Regions from separate parts of the Mus musculus genome. Here regions 1 and 2 are each linked to region 3. A link is a contact called in public HiChIP or PLAC-seq and promoter capture Hi-C data. All regions are on one chromosome and are shown on one strand. Each heading gives the region's core, a stretch centred on a gene start, on an enhancer-like site or on the middle of the called end of the contact. The rest is flanking DNA. Distances are from core to core; before and after follow the strand shown.

The links. Promoter capture Hi-C pulls out the DNA fragments that hold promoters and counts their contacts. HiChIP or PLAC-seq counts read pairs in DNA pulled down with a chosen protein or histone mark.
Region 1: an H3K4me3 HiChIP or PLAC-seq map of pro-B cells shows a contact between it and region 3, with 8 times the contacts expected there. The contact joins the promoter of Trmt61b here to the promoter of Alk in region 3. A contact is called at or near these places in 2 of 484 Hi-C or Micro-C datasets (the G1E-ER4 cell line and LSK cells), 6 of 115 datasets of contacts at active chromatin or transcription factors (embryonic forebrain, embryonic hindbrain, embryonic limb bud and 3 more) and 1 of 9 other capture datasets (embryonic stem cells).
Region 2: a contact with region 3 is called in a promoter capture Hi-C map of embryonic stem cells, with 2.8 times the contacts expected there. The contact joins the promoter of Ehd3 here to the promoter of Alk in region 3.

What each region holds. Positions count from the first base shown.
Region 1 is chr17:71,596,828-71,600,814 of GRCm38.p6, reverse strand. Trmt61b (tRNA methyltransferase 61B) reads left to right here and starts at 2,054. Exons shown (of 6, transcript NR_027952.1): 1 at 2,054-2,879. It overlaps n-TCgca52 (a tRNA gene), which reads right to left and starts at 1,544; the gene lies at 1,473-1,544.
Region 2 is chr17:73,803,561-73,807,119 of GRCm38.p6, reverse strand. Ehd3 (EH-domain containing 3) reads right to left here and starts at 2,279. Exons shown (of 6, transcript NM_020578.3): 1 at 1,651-2,279. The coding sequence starts at 1,877.
Region 3 is chr17:72,602,250-72,605,762 of GRCm38.p6, reverse strand. Alk (anaplastic lymphoma kinase) reads left to right here and starts at 1,456. Exons shown (of 29, transcript NM_007439.2): 1 at 1,456-2,735. The coding sequence starts at 2,054.

The sequences.
Region 1 (3,987 bases), core at 805-3,304, 1.0 Mb after region 3:
AAAAAAAAACAAAAACAAAAACAAAAACAAAAACAAAATTGCAGAAAGGAGATATTGTCTAAAAAGTGACACTTACATAGACTGTGTCCATTTTGGGATCCTCTTCTCTGATCTCTGAGCAGAGGAACTGATACGGTAACTCAGTAGTTAAGTGACTTTGTGAGCTCTGTTCTCCCTGTCTCTGAGCATTGATCTGTTTTCATATTTTAAGCGGCATCACAAGCAAATGTACTTTGCCAGCAAGGGAAAAAGTACTATGGCTTTGTTTTGCGTCTTTCCTTTATCCGTTCCTTCAGGGCTCATGCTAGGATTTCAGGGATACAATCTGGGATAAGAGAGATCTATTCTCCGAACCCCAAAGCATAATGAAGCCTAGGAGACAGACACTGTGGCCAAACAATCCCGCCACAGTGTTAGTAATGGAAAATAGAAAGTCTCCTGAAATGGAGGCTGTGCTGGGAGATCTGCCTGTTTCTGCTTCCCTGGGATCAGAGTTGTGTATGTAAATATGCGCCATCATGCCCTGACTTAAAAGAAATAGTGGAGGGAGGGAAATGAATGCAACAAAATATGTGTGGGTATCAGAGGAAAGTCTGCTTTTCCACTGGAATCCTACCATAGATATCTAGTCATCAATCTCTTTGGCACGTACCTTTATCTGCTGAGCCATCTTGCTGTCCCCCTTTTAAACATGAGTTCTGGAAATCAAACTCAGATCCCAGTTCTTGCAAAGCAAGCACTTTTTACACACCCAGCTATCACCCCACCATTCCTTAGTCTTTAGAAAGGTGTATGGTACCATCAACAAGAGCTGCTGAACGTGGTCAACCTAGTTAGAAATCCCACCATCCCATTTCTCAGCTACCTTGTCAGGGGACTTGCTGACGTCGTTTAATCTTCTTTGTATAGTAGGTCATAAATACTGATTTCTAACTGAATTGCAAATTTTCAATATATGTGCATGGTACTGTCTGATTCTCAATAAACTTATAGGCAGGCTAATGATATTTAACTTTGAGTGCAAAAGGTAACTTCAGTTTTTTTGTTTGTTTGTTTTTGGTTTTTTGAGACAGATGTGCTGTTGTACAAATTTTATTTGTTTTTTGAGACAGGGTTTCTCTGTGTAGCCCTGGCTACCTGAAGCTCACTCTGTAGACCAGGCTGGCTTCGAATTCAGAAATTCGCCTGCCTCTGCCTCCCGAGTGCTGGGATTAAAGGCATGCGCCACCACACCCGGCTAACTTCAATTTTAGGAAGTGTTTATTGCTGGGCAGTGGTGGCGCACAGGAAAAGAAGTGTTTATTTGGGTAGGCGGGGTGGTTAAAACAGTTGTGTTGATTTTTTTTTTTTTTTTTTTCCTGTTTATTTTGTAGCTTAGCCATCGGATAGTCTCTGGCTATCCTGTAACCCACTATGTAAATTAGGTTGGTTCTGCCTCCCAAGTGCTGGAATGTGCCACCAAAATTATAGGAAGGGGGCACCTGGATTTGAACCAGGGACCTCTTGATCTGCAGTCAAATGCTCTACCACTGAGCTATACCCCCGGTGGCTACTGCCACCTTACTCTACCTTTGTGAACACTCTAGACCTCGGGCTGAGGCTGACCAGAGAGTCCCTAGCCATTCGAAATAGACCTCCCAGTTATGAGCAAGGTGTGCGGGTCAGCAAGCAGTGCGTCCTATGACGCCTGACCAACGATTTTTCTGGGCTAGATGACTTTGGACTCTTGGGGATGATGGGTGACGGTCCTGTCCACCACCACTAGTGACTTAAACCTGGTTAAGACTGTCCAGGTTCCACGTCTAGTCTTCCCGGGTCTTCCTGTCCCTGGGCGGCTAGCGGAGATTGGTGAGCAGTAAGTAAACTCTGTGCTTTTGCCACTCGCGGAAAGCCAGGATTTTAGCCCGGAGGCCAACGAGCCCTAAGCTCGGGCCACCGCATGTGCTGGACGCCAAGGCGGTGACGCACTCTGTCGGCGACGCGGGGGAGCCCACAGCCTGCACTACCCCAAAACCGGGCAAAGGGCACGGCGGTGGCTACGTCACACGTGTGCGACAGCACCTGCTCCGGACGTCAGGCTCTCTAAGGACGACGTGGTTCTTCCTTGTGAGGTTGAGGCGCCCGAGAGGCGATCAGAGCTCAGAGCCGATTCATTCCTGCTTGACTTTGGGTCGGTGCCTCGTGAGCGAGCTCATTTCCCGGGGTTGCGGGTCCTTGCCTGGGGACACGCGAGTTGGAGAGCGCGTGCACCGGTCGTTCCCTTCCCGTGCTGCCCGCGTCCGGATCGTCGGGACCCGGTTGTCTCTAGTATGTGGAAAGGCTCGGGCTGGGAACTTCGAGGGAGGAGTTACCCCCTCGAGATCCGGAGGACCAGAGCGGAGAGCAGGGCCACTGAGACCCTACAGGATATGACTCCGAGGATCGCGTGCTGGACACGAGTGGCTACCGAGCCCGGAGAGCTTCGCGCTGCCTCCTCCTGGTCCCTTTCCAGAGGACTCTTTTCAGTCGGGGATGCTTATTAAAGCTCTGGCGGGAAAGAGAGAATCACAATTAAAGAAATTAGTCCTACTCTGCAACGTCGGACACTTTAATAGTAACTGGGGAGCGATTGCGTTCAGGGAGATCGAGGACAAGTATCCTGGCCAGATCCTGACATGTTTTCCCGGTAAGAGTTCTCTGCGGAGGCCACCTTTGGAGGACTCTGTATATTGATGGAAGAGGGAACGCCGGAACCTATCCCAAAAGTATTGTCATGGGAATTAGGTGTGTGTGGGTTCCAGGAAGGGCGAGGACGGACGGCGCACTACCACAGTCCGATGAATGTTCTCATCACCGACCTTTGGAGTTTTTCAGCATGTTGGATTTTTAAACATGTTCAGGTACTGATAATTTTAGAAGGAAACAGAATTTACATTTGATATTTGCCACTCCCTTATCTAAAATGAAGATTATGCCAGTTTACTAGCAGAATGGTATGGACTCGCTAAACAGAGACGTACCTGTTTGTTCCCCACAGCTCTGAAGCGTATGGGTATTGATCTTAGGATGTTGAACTGTTTGGGGGTACATTTTGTAGTACCATTGTAATAATACCATATTTTTTTGTTTTTAATATTTGGGGAGTGGGCCCTGAATGAGAACTTGCAAACAGTGTGGAGGTCAGAGGGTAACTCTCCCAGAGTCTCTTCTGCCACCTGGGATCCTGGAATAAATTCGGGTTACCAGGCTTGCCTTCGTGTCTACTGGCTGAGCCATCTCGCAGGCCCTGTGGCAGTATTTTAATAATGATACTTAATAAGGAATGTTACTGGAAATCCATTATCGCATACATATTTGTATTAGGGTTAGGGATGTAACTTAGTAGTAGAAGGCTTGCCTAGACTGCACCAAAAGCCCTGCATTCCTTTCCTCAGGGAGCGGCACATAAATGGCTATTCACCTCAGTTAGGACACCAACAGACCATTCCATCCAAGTCCAGTTTGTTTGGTTATTGGGGTTAAAGCCAGTGTGATTATTGAGTTCAGTACTGCTGTGTAGACATGCCAAGGAGTCTGGAAAAGCCCCATCCAACCATGGATGACTCCTTCCTAAAGTCACAGCCCTGGAGTCCCAAACCCAGTAAACCTACCTCTTGTAAGCTGTGCCACCCTAAGACCATGTGAAACTGCCATGGGGAGGCGGGGAAGTTGGCTGGTTTGGGTGGGTGAGCAGGAGTTGGTGGCTAAAACACACACCCCCTGCCCCACTTCAAGGAGGGAAGGTGAATAGGCCATCCATGGGATTTTTGGGGGTCTCAGTTGAATAATCACAGCTACTCTGATTTCAAGATTACAGAGGTCCTATCTGCCTAAAGGATGGAGTTCCATTACACTCTACCCCAGCCCCACAAAAGGCAGCAAAGCCATGCAGATGTTTCACCACTAGTGAAACTAGTGTCTAGGCTCTTTAGCTTTTAGACAACTAGCAGGCTATTGTGGTGAATGCCT
Region 2 (3,559 bases), core at 1,030-3,529, 1.2 Mb before region 3:
TCAGAGGGCCAGGGAAGGCGGTGCGAAGCCAAGAACAGTTTGCAGATTGCCCACACTTCCCATGAGGCATAAACCCAAAAGGGTGGAGAACAGCGATACAAAGGAACTTGTGTGCACAACCCAGGTATCTCTGAAGCACATTTGGCACCAATTGGTGTTTAATAAAATTAAGGGTTGACTTTGAATCCAAGATTCTCCCTCTGTGTTCCCAGTTAAATCCATTCAACACTACAGGTAAACATAGGGTATCCGTGGAGTTTTCTAAAGAGAGTGCTACAGCTTTCTTTTTTTTTTTTTTAAAAGAAAAGTGATTTAGATTTTTAAAAACAAGGTGAAAAAAAAACCCACAATGGATTTATGTCTCATGTTTAAAATATATTAGAGTTAATAAGCCACAACCCCCAGGTCCCCACTTCAGAAATCATTTGACCTTGCAAAGCTGCAGGTCAAGTTGACAGCCCAAGACTGTCCACTCCACAAAGACAAATGATTTGGTGCTCTGCTCAGACAGGACAGGTTAGCATGGTACACACACGGCTCCCAGAAGCTTAGCGCGGGAGACACGAGAAACTGAAAAATGAGTCACCAGGTTGTCAACTCTGCTGCTCTCCTTGACAAGCAAAGCACGTGGCTCTGTAGATCATGATGCCAATCCAGAAATATGAGGACTGCTGCTTTAAAGCCCTCTGCAGATGGGTGCCCTTGACTCTGGGAGGATACGGCACCTGTAAGAGTGTGACCTCTTAGCCCAAAGGGCCATAAGCAGCCTCCAACCTTTGGAATATGTGTACCCCTCAACCTTTGAAAAGGGCAGCCTGGCTTTGCAGTCTGTATGCAGTAAAGATTGAGAGAGGCCTGTTCTTCAGAGCTATTGGATTTTTCTGACTTTCTCTCTGAATGCTTGCAGCCCCCAAAATCTATCATTCAACGGAATGGAAGACTCCCTGTTAAAGTTACAGGCACGTAGCTAACATTTTTCACAGGCACCGAGGGCTGCTTCCATCTTGTGCAGCTCTAAACCATCACGTATCCTCCCATCACCTCTGCTATCTCACCTGCAAAGTCAAGGGCCAGATGAGGCATCTTAGTATCTCCTCTACTTCTGTAAGCTGCTTTATTATTATTATTATTATTATTATTATTATTATTATTATTATTATTATTGAACTATTAAGTTCAAAGAAGAAACTTATTAAAAGTATTCTGCTTCTCTAAGAGACAGCCCTAAAAGCACTGTCAGAGAGAAGGAAAAACGGTAAAAGAATAAATGACCCCAGGGTCTCCAGTTCACCCCCATCCCCAGGCCCGCGACCATGAGAACAACTCGGCTGCAAAGGTAAGGCTCCCCGGGATAATCCCAAGCCCTTCACGAGATAAGAGATTCTAGTCAAAAGGAGGGTTACGGTATCCCCACCTTCATTAGGAGTCTGGTTCCTTCTGTGCCTCAGTTTCAGTGCCCAGATCAGACAACAGGGATGACTCTTAATAAAATGACCAGGGCTAAGAACTGAGGAGGGACATCATATAGGAATCAATGGGGGACTCGGTAGTAGGATCAACTTTTGAGGCCTCCCACAGGGATTTCTTCAGAGCCCTTAATGGAAGACTTTCCACGTCACCCGGAAGGCTCAGCACCCAGATGAGGCTCACCTGATGAAGGTGGTCTTGCCGGTAGAGTACTGGCCCACCAACAGGACCATGGGCTTGTTGTCGAAATCAGCATCTTCCAGGGCGGGCGAGTGGAACTCGTGGAAGCGGTAATACTCTTCCAGAGGCAGCAGCTTGGTCTTGTAGAGTTTTTTGAGTCCATCGCTCACCGTCTGGAAGACCTCAGGGTCCTTCTTGCGGCGATCATCGTTACCCAGCCAACTGAACATTGTGACAGCTGGGAGGAAGCTCCCGGGAGTGGCACCCGCCTAGCTCGAACAACGCCGCCACTACTGCCTTACCAGAGCTCGGGGCTCAGACGCACCATGGCCCGGGCTGCCCCAGCTGCTGGATTCAGTCCAGTCCCAGGTTCATCCACAGCCCGGTTGGAGAGAAGGATGCTGTGGATTGTGTCAAGAGAACTGCAACCTTGGAAATTAAAGACAAACCTGCCGGGAAGCCGAAGCCTGAGTTCCAGGTCTCCCCAGATAGATGACTAAAGGATGCTCGAGCTCCGCTACTGCGGAGCCCAGGCTGCGCCGGGTAGGCAGCGGCTCACACAGCTCCGCATCCGCAGCAGCATCCCGCCGCCCCCGGCGCGCGTTTAAATGCCAGACGTGCAGGAAGTCCCCGAGAACTGGCAAAACCCGGCCAGCTCCACGGTCAGGGCGACGCGAAGCCAAGGAGGGCGCCGCCATGTCTATGGGCAGGCGCTCTGCGGCCGCGCGGACTCTATCTGCAAAAAGCTGCTGCCAGAGTCCTGTGGGAAAGCGCAGGCATTTCTTTCCCAGCCCTGGGGATTTGACTTGGGAGCAGCGCCCTCTCAAGGACGGAGACTAAGACAGCCTTGACCTACTCTACCGTTTTGAGACTCAGTTCCTTTGGTTACTGAGGTCAGTTCCCTGGGGATACTAATATTGGGACCCATTTGGGGAAAATTCTACTGTATTTTCCTTGGGGCATGGAAAGAAGGTGCCCCTGACAAGTGACATAAAATAACCAAAAAATCAGTAACTTATCTTTTCACCAGGCCTGAGGTGAAGTGAAAAACAAACAACAAACAAAAACGGCTTTCCTCTTTCTCTCCTCCCCCTCTCTCCCACTCAATACGGTAGGTAAAACCAGCAAAACACACACAGGCAGGGAGTGCTAAGGGGCAGCGACCTAATTTGACACAACTACATACAAAGCTGAGTCTTTGAGGAGCCTTTTAGGAGATGTAGCAGGGTAGAATTACAACAGACACGAAAAGAGGCAGGCAAATTTCTGAGTTTGAGGCCAGCCTGGTCTACAAAGCGAGTTCCAGGATAGCCAGGGCTACACAGAGAAACCCTGTCTCAAAAAAAAAAAAAAATTAAATTAAATAAAAATAAGAATAAAAAAAAAAGCAAGCAAGCAAGCAGAACCATCTTTTGCTTTTTTCGTGGTCAATTTGAAGGCATTACAGGAAACATGGCTGTGAGATGTCTCTTCAAGGATGAGCTGAGAGAAGACTGGAAGGCATTTGAGGTCACATAAAAAGCCTTCTTAAAAACAATCCAGAGCAGTGTAAAGATTTTGGCAGAGCTACATCCAAAATGGTAGATCGTGAAATGTATGATGGGAACAGGCATGGAAGAATGTGCACACCAAGATAGGAGCCAAACAAGAAATGGGAAACCCATAAGAATATCATTACCAATAATTGCTATGTAACAAAATGCTCACCAAGCACAGGGGTTGCTGAGATCTCAGGAAGCAACATTGTAGCGCCCCTCTGAGGAAGATCGTGCCATTGCCAGCAATGCCAAGAACAGTGATGAGACATTGGCCAGATGTGGCAAAGGGTGGGGCAGCAACAAGGAACAAAGTCAATGACAGTTCTAGAAGGATTCTAACCAGTGAGGTGGCAAGCCTTTCCTCTCTCCTAAGG
Region 3 (3,513 bases), core at 207-2,706:
GAAAGAAAAGGAGACTGGAGGGAGAACCTGGCATTTTAAGTAAGTGAATAAATAGAAGGCCTTGAGTGTGTGTGCCACCGCCCCACACAACCTTCTTCCACAGAGTCATATCCATAGCCTCTGGCCTGCTACTCATGGACCGCTAGGGCAAAGTAGCAGTCAAGAGGACTGGAGGGTGGGCTTGGAAGTCTCACATGAGCAAATGATCCAGAACTGGAATTAAAAATATCCGTCTCATGTGTGGTGGTTTATGCTTGTAATCCCAAATCCCAGCACTTGAAAAGCCGGAACAGGATTTCCAAGAGTTCCTAGTCAGTCTAGGCAGTGTAGTGAGTTCAAGCCCAGCCTGGGCTACAAAAACGAGGTCGTATTTCAAAAAAGGCCAAAATAAAAAAAGTGAATAAACAAATAGTGTCGTGGTGGGGTGGTTGCTCAGCGGCAGAGCGTTCGCTTGTCTTATAGAAGGCTCTGAGTTTCATCCCCAGTTTCTGTCTGGAAACCTGTGCAGACACCATTATGAGAAAACCAAGTGGCTGACAGGTCTGACAGCATTTGTTGCGGCTAAAGCCGAAGAAGAACAACTCAGGCTCTCAGGAATGCTTTCAAATAACAGGAGTGTTGGAGAAGGTTCCCTTTCAAGGCTCCAAGGCTCTTGAATCTTGCAGGGCCTCGCTACCCCTGCCTCCTTCTGGTTTTTCTTTGCCTCCAGATTTATTCCGGAACCTGCTCCTCTGAAGTCGGACACATTTAATCTGTTAAATGTATAATTAGACAGAGTGTTTGGTTGCAACGATCGCTTCCAGTTTTCCCATTTATCCAAAATACTCTCTTGTTCGCACAGCGGAGAAATAGGGCAGGCAATCTGGAGGAAGGAACAGGCACCAGCAGCGGGAGGCGGGGCGGGCTTGGTGCTTTTCTCAATGAATACTGAGGCCTCTGCAGATTTGCATAGGAGCAGATCTCGCAGCGGCATTGGCCGGCGGGCTTGGAAGGGGGCGGGGCCGGCTGCGTGGGCTGGGCGGCTGCGCTGAGTTCGCTCTAGAGCCCCGCCCCTCGCGGAGGCCCCGCCCCCCTTCGGCGCGCGCTCGCGGCACTGCCAGCTGCAAGTGGCGGGCGCCCAGGCAGATGCGATCCAGCGGCTCTGGGGGCGGCAGCAGCGGTGGCAACTGGCACCTCCCGCTGCTTCTGTCCAGCGGTTCTCGGGGGGGCAGTAAGACGTTTTCCGTTCGCCCCCTGGCCAGTCAACAAAACCGCGGGCGCTGCTGGTAGGTGAGGAGGGGGCTGGCTACATTGCGGGCTCCTCTGCCCGGAATGTTTTCACTAGTCGCCAGCGGCCAGGGCCGCCCGGGTGCTTGGGAGTGAACTCCGAGGAACCAAGACGTCGGTGACGGCAAGGACGCTGCAAACTTGCGCGCGTGGAGGCAGCGGGAGCCTCCTCTCCGCAACGCAGAGCTCGTGTTCACGCCCAGAAGTTCAGCGGGCAGGGTGATCGATCCGAAGACTTCCTGCAGCGGAGGTCACTTGAGGGGGCGCTAGAAAGCAGCCCCCTCCGGTGGTCCTTGCCTAGACCTGGGAAGGAGCGCAGAGGAGGTGACAGGAGCGGAGGACGTGGGCAAGACAGTGACCGACTCGGAGCCACGGTTCACAGCCTGGAAAGTTGCAGAAGATTGGAAGCTAAGAGGAGAGCTCTGGTCGCCGAGGGCTCCTTGAACGGTACCTAATTGCCACCTCCCTGGTCCCTGAGCAAAGGCCTCTACAAATGGGGCGCAGCACGGCGAGAGGCGCAGGATCCAGCTGTTGAGCCCAGGGTGTCTCACTGTCTCCGAACTACCCCCTGACTTTGTCTTCCGTTTTGCTGAGAACCCTTCTCGCCTCCTTGTAGCTTGGGAAAAGCAAGGGCGCTCTATAGTGTACACACAGTCCCTGAGATCTAGTGGAAGGAGCCATTCAGGACCAAGGACTATTTGGAGCCCTTTCCTGTTTGGGGGAGAGTGAAGGGCGAGGCTGGACCAGCAAGGGAAGGGAGACTAGTGTAAACTCGCCCTCCAGCGGGATGGGAGCTGCTGGGTTCCTGTGGCTGCTGCCTCCACTGCTTTTGGCAGCAGCCTCGTACTCCGGAGCTGCAACCGATCAGCGCGCGGGTTCCCCAGCCTCAGGGCCTCCTCTGCAGCCCCGGGAGCCGCTCAGTTATTCGCGCCTGCAGAGGAAGAGTCTGGCAGTGGACTTCGTTGTACCCTCGCTCTTCCGCGTCTATGCCCGAGACCTGCTGCTACCGCAGCCACGGTCCCCCTCGGAGCCCGAGGCTGGCGGGCTGGAGGCGCGGGGATCACTGGCCCTGGATTGTGAGCCTCTGCTCAGGCTGCTGGGGCCACTGCCTGGAATCTCCTGGGCAGATGGAGCCAGTTCTCCTAGTCCCGAGGCGGGTCCGACGCTGTCCAGGGTGCTGAAGGGAGGCTCGGTGCGCAAGCTCAGGCGTGCCAAACAGCTGGTGCTGGAGCTGGGCGAGGAGACGATTCTTGAAGGCTGTATTGGTCCCCCAGAGGAGGTAGCGGCTGTGGGGATACTCCAGTTCAACCTCAGCGAGCTGTTCAGCTGGTGGATTCTCCACGGCGAAGGGAGGCTGAGGATCCGCCTGATGCCTGAGAAGAAGGCATCGGAAGTGGGCAGGGAGGGAAGGCTATCCAGTGCGATCCGAGCCTCCCAGCCCCGCCTTCTCTTCCAGATCTTCGGGACGGGTGAGCAGCTCCCACTAGAGTGTGTTGGGATTTGCATTTTTAGTTATACGACATGTAGACACTGCTAACTAACTCTTATTCTTCTAGCCCCCTTTTCATCGTACTTGAACTTAGACCCGTGGTTTCTTTTTATGTGCTTAAACATAGTAACTTCCCAATAGAACCTTCTCTCTCTCTCTCTAGCAACCAAGTTGGGAGAAAAGTTTTCCAGTGTTGGCAGAATGCCTTCCACTGACTTACACACGATCCCACTGGATCATAATTGGATGCCCTCCTTCCTGAGCTCTGAGAATGGCTGAAACGTCCCTATAACGCCCGAGTTCCAAGTTACGGGACCTCACACTATTGCTCTTTTTTTCTTGACTCTTGTTTCTCTTCTAGACGACCACCTATTTGGAGAATGTGGTCGAATTTCCCAGAGAATAGAGAATTCCCCTTAATACTGAGTCTCAGCCAACTGCCTGTCCCTGTCCCTCCTCTCCAGTGCTGGCTAACCCAGAGGTTCTCTTTTCCTTAATTATTCATTCTGCCACATTGGACTCCCACCTCCAGACTGTTTACACACTCAGACTCTCGATGTTCTCAGATGTCCCAGGAAAGTCCCAGAGGAACTAAGGAACAGGGGCAGGAGAGTTGTAGGGAATGGGATGAAAACTGTTGAGGTTACTTTGCTTCGGGGGGAGAAGCAAGACAGTTGCCTTTCCTGCCTCCCCCTTTGTTTGCCCTGGGAGTCTTAGCTTGCATGTGTGTAGCAGCTGCTCTGGATGAGAGCTCTGGC